2 separate regions of the Siniperca chuatsi genome follow, and region 2 is linked to region 1. A link is a contact called in public Hi-C data. All regions are on one chromosome and are shown on one strand. Each heading gives the region's core, a stretch centred on a gene start, on an enhancer-like site or on the middle of the called end of the contact. The rest is flanking DNA. Distances are from core to core; before and after follow the strand shown.

Region 1 (2,916 bases), core at 200-2,699:
CCAATTTTCTCGTATTTTGAATTTTGTCTTAGGCACAGACATAATAGGAGGAGTCATGTGCAATTAGTCTGCTTTTATCCAACCTACGTTTTTACTAATTGATTATATATTTCCTTACTTTGAAGCAATTTTGAGTTTGAAAATCCTATATAAATTACACTTCACAATTATGTTGACATTATCCTGTTTGAATCAGCAATTGGAATTATAATATAATTCAAAATGTATTCATACAGCCTAACGATATAATTAATGTAAATTAACTATTGATGCTATTATAGAACACTAATATCAATATGAACATCTGAAACTGCAAAACATTAAATTATGCCAATTGAAGGTTAATTTGTCTCTCTATATAATATGGTCAACTGGAACTGTAATCTTTTGGATGCTTTAGCGCGTCAGGCCCTTGGAAGAGAGCGTGTCTTTAGACAGCCTGCTGATATATTAGCAGAGACAGATGAATGGTTGTTGTCGCGGTTTAGATTACCACGGGTTGTGCTTCTACAAATGTGTAACTTGTTAGAACCCCACAGACAGACACAGTGATCCAACCCTGTTCCCTTAATTCCACTGCTGACGCTGTTAAAAATGATAGACTTTCCTTTATGGATCTTCGAAAGCAGGACTCGTAACCCGTGAAGTTCTTCTTTTTACTCTTAATGTCGTTTTCATGACTTCCTGACATATGAGGCAGTACGTGCAGCCTTATATGGTATTATTGGGGCGTTAATTATGCGAATTTGAAATTCTCGTGAACGCGCACACAATTACGCACATCATATTTACGCGGGTCATTTACACAGTTATCTGAAGTTAGGAGCATTTGCTGAAGCTGACATGGAAAGTTAAGAGAATATGAAAATGTTCTTGCATGAAAACCCAATGTCCAGGAAATTTGTTGTTCACTCCCTGTCTCCACGCAGCGTGACGGCACTTTTGAGACGTTTTGCAAAAGAAAATGGAAAGAAAATTGCAGTGTCCAGGTTGTGCAAAGCTGATACCAGCAGCAGTACAGCCTTGAGTCTAAGTGGATCAAGGCTGTACTGCTGCCTCTTATAAATATTGACTTTAGGGAGGTAAATACTGTTTGTTATATATCAGTTCTATAAATTATTTTATCTTTTATATTTAGAGAATTTTCTAGAAGTGTCTGCATTTTGACATTAGTCTTTTTCTGTTAATCAATATAAAAAGAAATCTTAGTTGACAGAAACTGTATTGTAATACAGGACTTACTTCTAATAGAGTATTTTTACATTGTTGTATTGTTACCTTTACCTAAGTGAAAGATCTGAATACTTCTTCCATCACTGTTGCTCTGCTTAAAATAAGATAAAATCATTTAAGGACAAACATTATGCATCCATCTTTTATATGAAATGGACTGCTTCTAGTTATCTTTATTGCCCTGGGTCAGTTGTGGGAAAATCCTCCTAATGTGTCTCAACCCTTCCTGGATAGTCTGGTTTGTTTGCTGTTGTTGTGACTCCAGTCGCTTGTAAAACATGATGATTCACTTTATTTGACTATTGTCTATAAAATTAGGAGAGTTTTCCCTCTGCTGGTTGCACAGGGTTGGAGTTTTTGGAGATGTGATGTCACTGAGGCAAAGGTTAGGATGTGTTTATTCTAGAGAGGCTGGAGCTGGCATTCACTGCTCTGTCTCAGCTTACATATGCCAAGTGTGTGTTTGGATGCTGTGAGGAGCCTACATTTTGGGAATCAAACATGCTCTTCCCACGGGCTCTCACCGTATTTGAAAAATATTGGTTATATAAGAAATGCATTGTTTGGTTTTTGTTACTTAAATAAAATAGGAGCTGAAGAGAAAGTCTCTCTCTGCAGATGTCAAGTAAAACAGCTACAATAAACTCTACATTTGCAGTTGAATGATCTGCATAGAAGAACTACACAATTAACAGACTCAGATATTTACAGCATGTCCTGCAGTTAAAAATGATGTCAATACAAACTACTACTCAAAACTTGCAAAATAATACATTATCATAATGCCTGGACAAATAATTCTAAGTTTTTATTTTGACTCATCTATGACAAAACTTCATAACATTACACATTTTCTTGTTTATGTTAACCCTGAAAAAGCAAAATAATAGTGATATTAAATTCCCACCTGTGGATACATTTGAAAAGGCCCCAATTGTCTCATCTCATCTTTTTAGCTTTGTCTTTCCATCCACACTAAGCCAATGAAAAATTTAACGTGGATGAATTTAAAAATGTCAGGTCAGGTATTGTGAGCTAAAATTGAGCTTTTTGAAAACACCAGTGTTGTCATGTAATGTGGTGTAAAACTGCTGTCTCAAGGAGCCAGCTCTTGCCCTACGAAATATGTTGAGGCATTTGTCTCTTGACTCTACATTTCATCTGGGTGGTAAACCTTTAGAAAAAAACAAGAAAAACTAGTGTGGACTGAAGATTTTCAACTTGTAAACAGCAGCATGGACATGACCTCAGCTATGTCCAATACTGTGCCTGACTCTGATCCTCAAACCAAAACAATGTCTTTGTCAAGTCTTGCTTCTTGGTCATAATTCATCTTACCACATCCACCATCTAACCTTTAATTCAATTCAATTTTATTTATATAGCTCCAATCCATAACAGAAGTTATCTCATTGCACTTTTCCTATAGAGCAGGTCTGGACTGTACTCCTTATAATATTAATTACAGACCCAATAAATCACACCATGAGCAAGCATTTGGCGACAGTGGCAAGGAAAAACTGTAGTTGTGTTGGATCAATAGTTCTCATCAATAGATCTGAGAATCCTTCACTTAGCCCAGAGAGCACTCTACCTCAGTCGTTAATTCAATTGAAATGAATCATTATTACTCTACTACGTCTGCTTCTCTGCAGTCACTTACTCTGCCTGTTGCCCTCTTAT
Region 2 (2,916 bases), core at 251-2,750, 53 kb before region 1:
AAGTGAATGTTTTAGGAATGCTAATTTGTGTTCAGTCGTAGGCTAATGTCTGCTTATTTAAACAATGCGACAGTCCACTGGAAAACTACGACAATTTGGAGAAATTACTCGACTTGAGGCAGTGAAAAAGGATAGCCCATGTTAGCTTAAAATAAATGCTTTGTAGCTAACTGGCGTTATTTACACATTAAAGGCTACTGTCGTAAAAAAAAAAAAAAAAACATGTTCAACACATCATTTAATAGCCTACCTAATAACACCATTATAGCTCATTTACAATTATTAATAAATAGCCTATAACATTGCTCTTTAACTCTTTAACTCCCAACCAAGCAGGTTAAAGTGGCCATTATAGTGCCTATTAGCCTAACGGGGCGCAAGAATATTTACATAAACTGTAATGCGGCTCCAGGTGAGTTTATCTTCCTATGTTTTAAGAGTGTGATTCAGCCAATCAGAAGCGAGGAGCGGGTCTCTATGCTTAATAAAGTAGTAGCACAATAAGTCGCGTGTCCTACCTGTTCTTGTTGGGAAGCTCCTCAGCCGGCAGAGCCAGCAGCTGCTGGAGGGAAACCAGGCTGATGCAATACACAGTAAGCGGGAGAAGGGACCGCATCTCCGGGCCAACTTTCACTTTACACCCTCCCTGGGAAGGAGGGCGCGACCACACGGACTGGGCGAAGTTTAAATCCCAAGAGTGGGAAAAAAAAATAAATAAAAAAAAAATAGAAAAAAAAAAATAATATGGAAAAACAGAACAATGATCCCCAAAGATGGATGTTGGCTTCAGATATCCAAGCTTGGCAGTGGAGATTGTAGATGAAACCTTTGGAGAAAGCAGAAGTAATAAATGATCAATGAACCTGCTGCTCATAGTCAACCGCAACAGAAAAGGGAGTCGGTGAAAGTGCGCCTGATGAATGTACTCCCATTTCATTCATTTAGACCCTTCACTTGATGAGAAACTTTTCAAACACACTATGTGGGCTAAAAATATCCCCAGTGGATTCTTCCTCTAAACTTCCGCTTATAAACTTCTACTTCCCATTAAACTTGTGCACCAGATAAAGACTTTACATTCTTCTGAAAATGTCCAAATATGCAACCAACCCATTATGCAAATACTTTGGCAAGATGTTACACTGTATGAACAAACCCACTCATAACATAACATAAGTAAAGAGAAGTCTTACCTTCTTGGTATTCAGCCTATAGCCCAGAATCTGAAGCTTTTTTCCCCCATGGATCCAAACGTGTTGGTCAAGATGAAGTTCTCCAGTGTGAAGCTGAGCGCCTGGTGATATTGTGGATTTAAATACTGAGGGGGCGGAGTTCACTGACTCAAGTGCCGGTGTGGCAAAGGCAAAGGTGCTGTAATGTTATTATCTCCCATGCCCGAAAACTGTCAAATCACTATTAAGCAACACAGCATTAGGTCCCATTAGGAATATTATAATATACTGTAGTGATACAACATGTTTTCTAAAATACCATAAAATCCATAAAAGGTCGCTGTAAAGTCACAATTGAGCACCACAGAATCACTATAAGTCCCCATAAGAATATTGCTGATAGCTCAGGATGCTAAGGACACTTATATTATCATTATTATTATTATTATATTACCTATTATTATAAGCTTAGGACTATTCAGCACAAAGTACTTTATCTTAATCAACCATGTGAATACTCGGGGAAATAGCCCACATTTTCATGAATTTCTTGAGCAGTTTGTCTTCCTGACCAAACCCTCCTCCTATCTCTTATCATCACTGTCAGCCAAGTGTGTGAGGCAGATAGAAAAGAAATGCAGGAATCTTCGCAGAATCCCCAGAACGTGTCGTCACGTCACGTCACCCCCCCCAGCCCCAGCGTGCAGCATCCCTGACATCCACCCAGCGCACTGCTGCGGCACCGCACGTACTTTGAAGCTCCTGGTGGGAAACAGCCTGCTGTGTATGATTCATTAAGGAAGAGCTGGGAGCCCTGCAGAAATTGTCGTAAAAGTTGTGACCAAACCGTGACTCCATCACTTTCAGTTGCGTTCTGAAATCTGATACAACAGATACGGGTCGAAACATGCGTCTTACAACTCTGTGCAGCTTATTTCACCTCGTTAGTGAGCATTATTGTCAGTGTCCAAGGTCCCTTCCTTGCTTTCTAACTCAATTGACTGATGTGGCAACACACTACTAATACATACACCTGATCCTGCTTCAAATGCGGTTACGCAACATTCATTTCCAAGAAAGCATGTCCAGCGGAGCTGAGCGGACGCCTTTCCTGGTACTGGAAAGATGCTGCGCATCCATGTACAAGAGAAACAACAACAGAGGCTCCATAAACATCAGGCCTGCCACAGAAAACTGCACATGTAGTAGGTGGAAAGGCATGGTTTTCAATGTAGACAGCTATAGGCCCAGGATGTATGTTTTATCATTACATTTGAGTCACAGAGCTAAAGAAATGCCCTGCAATCTTAAAAAAAAACCAAAAAACCAGAGGGTCATTCAACAGCACCTCCCACTGTTGTGAAGGTATTTCCAGAATTCTCAGAAACACTTCTAACCATCTGGAGCAAAAAATATTCTGTCTGCATGGTAAAAAAAAAAAAAAACGTCCCAAGTTTCTAGGTAGTTGGAAGTGACTTGTAGCATGTCTGTCCCAGCTCTTTTTGTAAAATACAAGCAACATTTTAACACACTGTTTTGTATAAAAATACAAAATATTGGAAAGTAACAACAACATTTACAAATTAATTAGGCTAATTGTACAAGTTGAGCGAGGACATATGTCATTTCCAGTGACCATCTTTGTTTGGATTAGGAAATATAGTGACCTCAGGGTGTCAATTTGTACAGTGTGAAGCACAATCAATTTTGTCTTTTATTTTCAGTTATATTGGTATATGCTGAT

What was found. Hi-C and Micro-C count contacts between places; a contact is called where the count stands out from the background.
Region 2: a contact with region 1 is called in a Hi-C map of liver, with 1.9 times the contacts expected there. The contact joins the promoter of adm2a here to the enhancer-like site in region 1. A contact is called at or near these places in 2 of 3 Hi-C or Micro-C datasets (liver and skeletal muscle).

The regions. Positions count from the first base shown.
Region 1 is chrLG23:19,494,899-19,497,814 of ASM2008510v1, reverse strand. All of the region lies in intron 10 of sbf1 (myotubularin-related protein 5), which reads left to right. Among protein-coding and RNA genes, the nearest start is that of LOC122871651, 35 kb to the right of the region's middle. Within about 2 kb of position 1,449, the one cell type or tissue checked has an H3K27ac peak away from gene starts, as active enhancers do. A contact at or near this core is called in liver, where this site is marked.
Region 2 is chrLG23:19,547,453-19,550,368 of ASM2008510v1, reverse strand. adm2a (protein ADM2a) reads right to left here and starts at 1,500. Exons shown (of 3, transcript XM_044187022.1): 1 at 1,194-1,500; 2 at 519-826. The coding sequence starts at 616.